Regions from separate parts of the Mus musculus genome. Here regions 1 and 3 are each linked to region 2. Evidence: chromatin contacts called from public HiCAR-type and HiChIP or PLAC-seq data. All regions are on one chromosome and are shown on one strand. Each heading gives the region's core, a stretch centred on a gene start, on an enhancer-like site or on the middle of the called end of the contact. The rest is flanking DNA. Distances are from core to core; before and after follow the strand shown.

Evidence for each region. HiCAR-type assays count read pairs that join an accessible place to other places. HiChIP or PLAC-seq counts read pairs in DNA pulled down with a chosen protein or histone mark.
Region 1: an H3K27ac HiChIP or PLAC-seq map of stem cell-derived stembryo shows a contact between it and region 2, with 9 times the contacts expected there. The contact joins two enhancer-like sites. A contact is called at or near these places in 6 of 39 promoter capture datasets (3T3-L1-derived adipocytes, cranial neural crest, embryonic stem cells and 3 more), 8 of 115 datasets of contacts at active chromatin or transcription factors (differentiating embryonic stem cells, embryonic basal ganglia, embryonic forebrain and 4 more) and 2 of 9 other capture datasets (embryonic stem cells and embryonic trunk).
Region 3: a HiCAR-type map of astrocytes shows a contact between it and region 2, with 4 times the contacts expected there. The contact joins two enhancer-like sites. A contact is called at or near these places in 1 of 39 promoter capture datasets (cranial neural crest), 9 of 115 datasets of contacts at active chromatin or transcription factors (the SCID.adh cell line, T-cell acute lymphoblastic leukemia, astrocytes and 6 more) and 2 of 9 other capture datasets (embryonic stem cells and embryonic trunk).

Annotation. Positions count from the first base shown.
Region 1 is chr2:34,602,737-34,605,574 of GRCm38.p6, reverse strand. All of the region lies in intron 10 of Mapkap1 (mitogen-activated protein kinase associated protein 1), which reads right to left. Among named protein-coding and RNA genes, the nearest start is that of Gm34178, 29 kb to the right of the region's middle. Within about 2 kb of position 1,319, at least 23 of the 459 cell types and tissues checked have an H3K27ac peak or open chromatin away from gene starts, as enhancers often do. A contact at or near this core is called in stem cell-derived stembryo, where this site is marked.
Region 2 is chr2:33,875,487-33,878,563 of GRCm38.p6, reverse strand. The region is part of intron 1 of Mvb12b (multivesicular body subunit 12B); the gene reads left to right. Among named protein-coding and RNA genes, the nearest start is that of Mvb12b, 11 kb to the left of the region's middle. RefSeq lists an enhancer at 1-3,077. Within about 2 kb of position 1,808, at least 162 of the 459 cell types and tissues checked have an H3K27ac peak or open chromatin away from gene starts, as enhancers often do. A contact at or near this core is called in the SCID.adh cell line, astrocytes and stem cell-derived stembryo, where this site is marked.
Region 3 is chr2:34,502,962-34,506,158 of GRCm38.p6, reverse strand. The region is part of intron 5 of Mapkap1 (mitogen-activated protein kinase associated protein 1); the gene reads right to left. Among named protein-coding and RNA genes, the nearest start is that of Gm34178, 71 kb to the left of the region's middle. Within about 2 kb of position 1,613, at least 20 of the 459 cell types and tissues checked have an H3K27ac peak or open chromatin away from gene starts, as enhancers often do. A contact at or near this core is called in the SCID.adh cell line and astrocytes, where this site is marked.

The sequences.
Region 1 (2,838 bases), core at 70-2,569, 730 kb before region 2:
TTTGAGGGCAGCATGGGTTACATGAGGGAGTAGGAGTTAGATAAATTCCCTGACAGACAGACAGGGGTAGGGGTGGTGCCACAAGAGTAGGTAATAAAGATGCTGAACTTCCAAGATGGCTGGCTTCTTCCTCACACTCCTGACCTGAGACAAATGCCCAAGAGCTTAAAACAAAAAAGCCGAGTGGGTTTCTTCTCCTGCTAGCTGGCCTCCTGCTGATGGGACTGGCTCAGAAAGTTCAAGGCTGGATATGATGAGGACATGTCTGCATAACAGTTGTGGGCCAATCAACCACCCAGGCTTCCTTCAAACTGAACAACTCTAAACTGGGGGAGGAAGATCCTTCAAAGGCTTAAAACAAAACAAGCCAGCCCCGAAGGAGGTGCCCAGCTCCAGGCTTCCAGAATCTCTCCCTGTATGCCGCATAAGTCTCCTCACTCCTAATAACAGCCTTTCTTTATCCACTGTCTGGAATTCTCACTGCTGCCACCTGTTGCACTGAGATTTCCCTGCCTTTTAATTCTTTCAGAGGAAGAGAAAACATGTCTGGTCAAGACTTCTAGACAGTGACAAGAGCTCCCCGGGACAGCCAAAGTTAAATAGTAAGACCCTTCCTCAAAATAACTCCAAACAAACAAACAAAACCCCAAACAACCCCCCCAAACAAAGAAAAGATAAAATCACATCAAAAAACCCACAAAAACAAGCAAAAAAGTCACCCACCTTGCCAACCTAAAATAAATAGACTACATACAGTTAGAGCTGGCAGAAGCAGCAGGAAACAGAGTCTGCTCAGCATTTTTGCTTTGTTCTACCACGACTCACTTGTGTTAATCTTGAAAGGATGAATTTGAGGAGAGTGGTAATAAGAATCTAGGAAACAGAAATGTACTCAAAATTTCCACTATATCTTTGTAACTGATTTGTTATGATGGGCCCATAAAATCCAAGTTAACTGTTTAGTGAAAACTGAGACACAAGAAGGTGGCTTTTCACACCAGCTAACACTAGAGCACCTTTTACTTTCTGGCACAGTGCAAGTAGACACTAAGAAAGCCACATCTCGCAGCAGCATCAGTCTTCTGCAGCACACACATTCATCCTGCCCTGACAGCAAGAGCCCAGAGAGTCGTGGCTGTAGTCCCTGGCTTCTTTCTCACTAACCAGCTAGGCTCTTAGGACAAGCTCTTGCCTTCTAATTTCACCTCTGCACAGGCCAGGCAGTACAGAGACAAGCGCATGGCCACAAGCACTGGCTGACTCTGAAGTCATGAGTAGTGACTATACCGGGGCCAGGGGCTTCTAGGCAACAGAGGTGGCACCAATCAGCTGTCAGTGAACAGCAGAGGGCAGTGGACAGGACACATCCCGAGAAGCTGAGCTCTCAGGGCCTGTTCAATGCCCGCCAGCCCCCACGAACTGTTCCAAAATGTACCGACGGCTTTTTAAAAGCCGTTACAGTTTATGTTACAGGCTACTACACTGGCTAAAGAGCCCAAGGCCTGGAGCTGGACTTTGAATGGTCACACATGGTCCCATGTCCACAGTTTTTTCCCCACTTTTATCCTGAGCCACACTGGGTCTTTCCCTTCCACACTCTTGGAGAAACTGAGGCAGTCCCCTGGTTGCTTACGCCCTTCTCCCAGGTCCCCCGGTTTGGGAAGGAGATGATAAATCAATCCAGGCGCACTCAGCAGTGCTCCACAGGCACTCGCCTCCTTCACTGAACCTGCGCCTCATCAATCACACTATTGTCTGCTTGAAAGGCGAGCCTTGTAAATGTCATATCCACTCAGGCCCAAGGAGAGGCGCATCCAAATGCAGCAACGAGTTTTAATTGGATAGTGTAATTAAAACTAAAAAACCCCAGCAGACTCCCTTTGACAGGTTAGATGAAGACCCCTTTTAATAGGGCTAGGGAACATATCTGTTAGGAGGAGAGGCGTCCTGCTTCTGATTGTGCTCTCAGGAAAAGGCAATCCAATAACTGGGGCATTTAATTCAGGAGAGTTTGTTGTTCTGCCAACAGGCAATATTTAATGTATTTGATCTGGAACTTTGGAAATAAGTCCCCGTCAGAGACAAAAAAGCACAACACTACTGGACTCTCTCATGTGTGAGGCCAGATTTCCTGGGAGTCAACAGCGCCGGAGAGCAGGCTGTGGGCTACTTTTTGTAAACACAGGTGCCCACTGTACAGCAGCAAGGCCTCGAATATTCCCCACGCTCCTCACTGGAATTTCTGTTACACACACTCATGGGAGCACCTAAAGGAACAAACATCCCAGGTACGTGCTTCTTCCGAAGCTGAACTAGGGTGCCTGTCATGCTGGACAAGTGTGCTTATGTGTGGTCTCTGCTGGAGCTGCCCTGTCAGCCAGGGAGAAAAAAGGGTGGGTGGTCAGCGGGTTTGGTGCCTGGGATGTGGTGTGCCAAGTGACTTTAGTAAAAAAAACCTGATCTTGCTGCCACCTTTCCTGGGAGAGGGGAAGGGGGATGCCACCCAACTAGACATGAACTCTGCACATGAGAGTTAGTGGACACATAAGGATGGATGTCTTACAGGTTGTCCATGTCAGTCCTTTCAAATGAAATACCACTGTCCCAGGAGTTCAGAGTCTACAGAGTGCATCTAAACTGGGGCTCTGGTGGGCACAGAGGTGCCAAGTCTGAGCTCCTTCCAGAGCGTTCTAAAGCCAGGTAGCTGCTTTGCTTTATTTACACAGACCTCCAAGTCTATTGTTTGGGTGCTCGGGTGGAGTTTTCTGTTTTAAGGATGGTGACTTTTCTCCTCACGAAGTCTGCTTGGAGCTCTGTCTGCAAACCTTTGAACATTCC
Region 2 (3,077 bases), core at 559-3,058:
TTAGTGCATGGTCGCGGTAATTCTTTGATCAGCTACAAGGGAGCAGTGTGCTGTCTGCCCGCCACACTGTGAAGGGGCTTCATAGTTAAACTGTGAAGTTCACTTCTCTGTGAACCTGGGATGACAGTGTTGTTGAGGCGCTGTGCTATAGGGAACCAGGCCTCCTCCTGGCCAGTCCTCCATTGCAAATGCGTGCAGTGTGGTGTGGAGGGGAAAAGACCCCCTCCCTTGGAAGACCAAACTCACACCTTGGTTCGAAGTGCATGGCCCACACTCTTGCTTGACTCTCTTATCTTGAGGAAAGATCCCTCAGAGAGACACAGACCAGATGCCTGGAGCAGGGCTCTGCAGCCCTCAGCCTGGGAATGATCTGGTAGAGGCCACATGCCCACTCAGGAAAGGTCACTGGGGACTGACATCTGGAAGGCTACCAAAAGAGAACAGCTCAAGGTCACTGTCACCATGGCCAAGAGCAGATGTGACTCCCAAGAGCCCAGTACCTTCCTTCCTTGCCTGGCCAGTGTTGAGAATCCACTGGTTTCAGAGTGGCTCAGTATCTGCCATCCAGTCACCCAAATAGGGACTCTACTCTGGCTTTCCCTGAGACACTTCCTGTGGCCACAGCTGGATGGCACAGTGTTGCCTCTCTGCTCCCTTCCTTTAGGCCGGTTGGCCCCGCTGCTTGTGCGTGGTAATGGAGCCCCTGTGTGCTGTGGATCCTGCACACGCTAGGCCATAGATCAACCCATTCCCCCCTGTGCCGAGCTCAGATCTCCCTCATTAGGCCTGAATTTACCTCTGTCCTACACAAACATGGCCTTAGCTCATTTTTATTGTTGTAAATTATTTATGAGGGAAATGTTGAATCTCAAAAGTGAGGTGTGAGGGAAATTAATCCCAGGTTACTTTTATCTTTCTGTATGCTTCTCCCCTTTGCTTTACTTAGTGAGCTATGGCCAGAGGAAAAAAACACTCTGGCATTTTAAAATATAATTAGTGTTGAGCCTGCTTTTGCATTTGAGCAGGATGCTGGTCCCCATGTGCAGTGGACAGTGCACAGACTAGACTGTGGAGCATCCTCTGCCTGCTGTCAGCCACCAGCTGCTGGGGGTCTGGACCAAACCTCAGTTTCTGCTTATGTAAAAATAAGGCTAGCTTGAGGGACCCTCCAGCTCTGAGGAGAGTATCGGCTGATAAGGAACCTGGAAAAGCCCAGTGGATGTGCAGAGTTCTGTACAAACGTGGCCGCGGAGCCACTATGATGGAACCAGGAGTTGTTGCTGGAAGGCCCTTTGTGTCTTATACGGAGTCACCTCCTGCCTGCTGGTCAATGTCTGTCACTTGCTCCCTTACCCTCCCCTTCTAGCCCTCTGTTGGGCTCATATTCGCGGCCCCTCTTCTTCCAGGCAGAGGCCTGGCTCAGGACCCTGGGCTGCAGGGTCCCCGTTGTGCTCCCTGCCTTCCCTTCCGGCTGGAGGCTCCAGGCAGCCTGAGGAAACACGGAGTGCAAGTTAATAAATGGCCTTTTGTTAGGAAGGTCAATTGAAGTGACTGTAGAGACGCTGTTAAAAGTAATTTGCAGTCAGAAAATATGTAATTCAGGGCAAGCCACTTTGAGCGATGGACTCTGCCATGGATATCTTGGGCGTTTCTCATTAAGAGGCTCCTTGGCTGGTGGCGGCCATGCCCCACCGCCAAGTGGGCCGAAGCCCCTGGAACAGCCATTTGTCTCCGAGGCACAAAGACTGCCTTGATCCCCAGGGCACAGCAACCTGGCAACCAAGGGAGAGAGGCGGGGCGAGCTTGGAGACGACTGTGCGGGCTGAGCCAGACCTGCAGTGGGCTGGGCGAGCTGGGCTCCTGAGCTCTGAGACCAGGCTCTTTGTCTGTTTCCGCTGGAGGCTGCCCGCACGCAGCCATCTTGGAAGCTGCAGCTGGATGGCTCCCGAGGTGCATTATGGGAGCAGTAGCTCCCCTTTGCAAGCGTACTCACCCTCTTGCAATCGACAGCAAGAAAGAGAGTCGTTGTCATTATGCCTCATGGAGTGCATTGCCATTGGGGAGCATGGATCTCCCAGCAAATGCGATATTTCCTCTGTGTGTGCTCACAATCTCGCTCTTTTCTGACTCCCTCCATCCCTTCTCTTTTCCTTCATTTCTTTTTCTTCTCTTTATTCCCTGTCCCTCTTTCTCTTTCATAGTAAAGGCAGTAGGATTTTAAAATATATATATTTTTTTTTCTTCACACGTTCTTTATTAAATTCACAGCATGATATTTAACACTGGCAGGATTCGTACATTTTGCTAATGAGTTGTTAATTGCAAAACATCTTTGGTAACAGACATCAGGTACCAATATTTTTGCAAACTGCAGCCCTGTGATTTTTATCTGCCCCACCCCCCACCCCTTACAGGATTTTTCAGGGACAGAGGCATTTTGTTTAGAGATTGGCTCAGAATTGGGCAGGTGCAGCTATTTAACCCTAAACCCATATTGGGGTCACAGGTGTGGAGTCACCTGATAAATATTTACTCAGTACCTACTGGGTGCTAGAGCACTAAGCACTGAGCCGCCCTAGCTAGATAAAAGCTGCCTAGAAAATGAAAATTCAGGAGAGGAGAAAGAGGTGCAGACCGGTCTCCACCTCTTGCCCCCGACCTGCGAGGTGCCAGGCACTGCCAAGTCCTAACCAGCACCACGTCTGTTTCCAGTGTACTCTGTAGGTTCCGCTGACTAAACAGGAGACCTGCATGCAGCGATTTGATGGTTCCTGTGAGGTGGGCTACAGACAGCCTGAGTGGCCAGCGCTTTTTGGTATGAGTCTGAGGAACTCGAATGTGCCTCCCGCTGCCTCTTCAGGCAGGATGTTTGTTTTAGAAGCTGTAGCTTTGAGAGGGCAGCAGCCAGTAGGGCTTAATTGCTGTGGAGCAAGGTGGGACTTATTTCGTTCTTCCCCACCGCTTGCCCAGTAACAGTGCTCCATATCAGGTGCGGAGGGTTTTATTTGGATTCTGGTGCACAGCCACTCAGGTGGCCAGGCGTTCAGTACAGCTTTCCGTACTTCATCAGCCTCCTC
Region 3 (3,197 bases), core at 364-2,863, 630 kb before region 2:
GGCCTGAGCACCTTTGGGAGCCTGGGCTGGAGCTGAAGCCTGGGCCTTAGCTGGAGTTTGGCCCCTGCCAAGGCAAGTCTTATAAAAACAACATTTAATTGGGGCTGGCTTACAGGTTCAGAGGTTCAGTCCATTATCATCAAGGTGGGAGCACGGCAGCATCCAGGCAGGCATGGCACAAGCAGAGCTGAGAGTTCTAAGTCTTCATCCAAAGGCTGCTAGTGGAAGACTGACTCCCAGACAACTAGGGTGAGGATCTTAAACCCACACCCACAGAGGCACACCTACTCCAACCAGGTCACACCTCCATATGGTACCACTTCCTGGCCCAAGAATATACAAACCATCACAGAACTGTATCTAAAAATTGTATCTAAAAATACAAAAAATTCTTAAAACTCGACAATAAGAAAACTTAATTTCAAAATGTGCAAAACTTCTTACAGCTCACCCAAGCAGCTGAGCAGCAGTCAAGCACAAACAGCTCAGCACCATCCATCAGGGACTGCAAATCGCATGAGATGATCTCTGCATACCCATAAGGATAGTTACAGTCCAAATGCCAGCTGCACCGGATGCTGGGGAGACTGTGGGCAGCACAACTCTAGATGCTCACTGATGGGAAGGCCAAAGGCCAGAGCCTTCCGAGAGAGAACTAGCTGACAGGGTCTTATGACACAGGTTTACCTGACCATGCAACCCATAATTGTGCTCCTAGGTACTTGTTCAAATGAGATGAAAACTCACATACCCACAAAACCAGCATAGCTTTCTACATAATGGCCAAAAAATTTGGAAGGAAATGGAAACACAAAAGAAGAAAAACAGTGTACTCTGCTATAAGAAGAAATGAGACAGCTGGGCACGGAGAACACCTGCGGTCTCAGCACTAAGGAGACTGAGGCTTGAGGGAATGCGTGAGCCCAGGAGTCTGTGGCCAACCTACAAAGTATAAAGAGCTCTTGGAGAGGAGCTTTAATCTGTGTCTCTAACCCTTAAACCAAATACTCTAAACTTTATCAAGGCAACCTGGAGGGAATTTTTTTTTCCTCAAAATCATGGACTACATACAAAGAAATTAGAGTAAGGCCTCCAAATCTAAACAAAACTTTGTAAGGCACAAAATTCAATCAAAGCCGGGCGTGGTGGCGCACGCCTTTAATCCCAGCACTGGGGAGGCAGAGGCAGGCGGATTTCTGAGTTCAAGGCCAGCCTGGTCTACAAAGTGAGTTCCAGGACAGCCAGGGCTACACAGAGAAACCCTGTCTTGAAAAACCAAAAAAAAAAAAAAAAAACAAAAAAAACAAAATTCAATCAATGTGAATACTGAAGTGTGAATTGTTCAATCTGGTCTGTAGATAGACTTAAGTATTTTCAGTTAGTGTCTCCCCAACTGTTTCTCTCAGAATCAGCATATCAAAACCAGGAGGAAATCAGGCTAAATCCCATAGTTAGGTTTTATACAACAGTTCACAAATACAAGAAAGAATAAAGAATGCCAAGAATCCCAGCCAACTTCTCCATTCCTTCCCTGGGGCAAGTTGGATGCTGAAGTTCTCACAGAACAGGGCAGCTGAATAATACTCTTGTATAAATGGTTTTCTTGACAATCAAACCAAAATTGGAGGGAAGTTCTTACAAGCATCTAGCAATTTGGTCCCCGTGAATGAGGTACTCTTCCAAAGACCGGCCCACTGGGAAAGACCAAATAAGGATGTATTCCAGAGCATCAACACTAACAGGCTGAAAAAAAAATCCTTCCCACACTGCCCCACAGGAAGGGATTTCTATTTATTTTACAGACTGGCTTACACCAAAAGGGACCAAGAATCCAGTGTTTCCTGTGTCACAAACTGTAAAACTGAAAGGCCTGTGGCTTAACTTGGTGGGGGGACTGATGAGTGGGGGAAGGCGGGTGGTGTGTGAAGCTCCCCTGCAGACACTGACAAAGCACTGTAAGAGATAAGAAGGTAAGAGGCCAGCACCCTAGGAGGGTCCTGGCTCATCACCAATTTGATCCTTCCTTTCATTTTTTAAAAGATTAGTTTTCATTTTGAAAAAAAAAAAGCCTCTTCTTACCAACTATGAAAAAAATAAGGAAGCTAAATCATTTGATTACCAAATGAAATACACATAATTTAAAATATGAAAAAATTACATTAAGTGTATTTTACCACAATTTCAATTCTCTAAATATATATGCCAGGAAGTTGTTTTCAGAAATGTCAGCTTGGATAACCACAGTTTTTGAAATTTGTTCAAATTAAAGTTTGAATTTAAAAGGTTTTTCTTTTAATTTGTGGTAAGACAGACAGACATTTTAAAGTTCTCTTATTTGAGCAATTTGCAGCAAAAAGAAAAGCTCAGTGTGTAGTACTGTGCTATTTAATCAGTGACTTGAGGGGCTGCTACAAGTGGATGCTTGGGGCTGGAGAGATGGCTCAGCAGTTAAGAGCACTGACTGCTTTTCCAGAGGACCTGAGTTCAATTCCCAGCAACCACACGGTGGCTCACAGCCTTCTGTAATGGGATCCTATGCACTCTTCTGATGTTTCTGAAAACAGCAAAAGTGTACTCACATACATAAAATAAACCTTAAAAAAAAAAGGTAGATGCTTTTAAGTCTTGTGTTCTGTATAGTTAATAGCTTCAATATACAAAGTATTCTAATCCTGTGTATTGCTCCTGCACATTTTGTTTGTTTTTTTTTTTTTTTCTTAAATAATGTATTGTGACTTTTTATGTGCTTCAAACTATCTCCCCAACTCCTAATTTTTCTTACAAATTTTCCCTGGTCCATAACATTCTTTCTTTTCTTCTTTTTTGTTTCCTTGGTTTTTTGAGCAGGGTTTCTCTGTGAAGCCTTGGCGGTCCTAGAACTCACTCTGACTAGTATTCTTTCATCTAATGCTGCAGAATATTTCCATTTTGCATTTTAAAAGCAGCATATAAACCAATCGATTTCTCTATATGCTTTTCACAATGTTTTGTTCTGCTGATCCTCATATCTGGCCCCTTCCCCTGGCTGACAGGTTCTAGCAGGAACTGTACTGAAGTGGCCTGTTTCAGAAGGGCATTGACAAGGCCATGCATTTTCTTCCTTTGATGCATAATGCTAGGTAAACACAGTAAGAATTATTATGTTACCTAGGTGGGACATTCCTCATTTCGGCATGAGTTTTAGGGCAGCCTGGTCT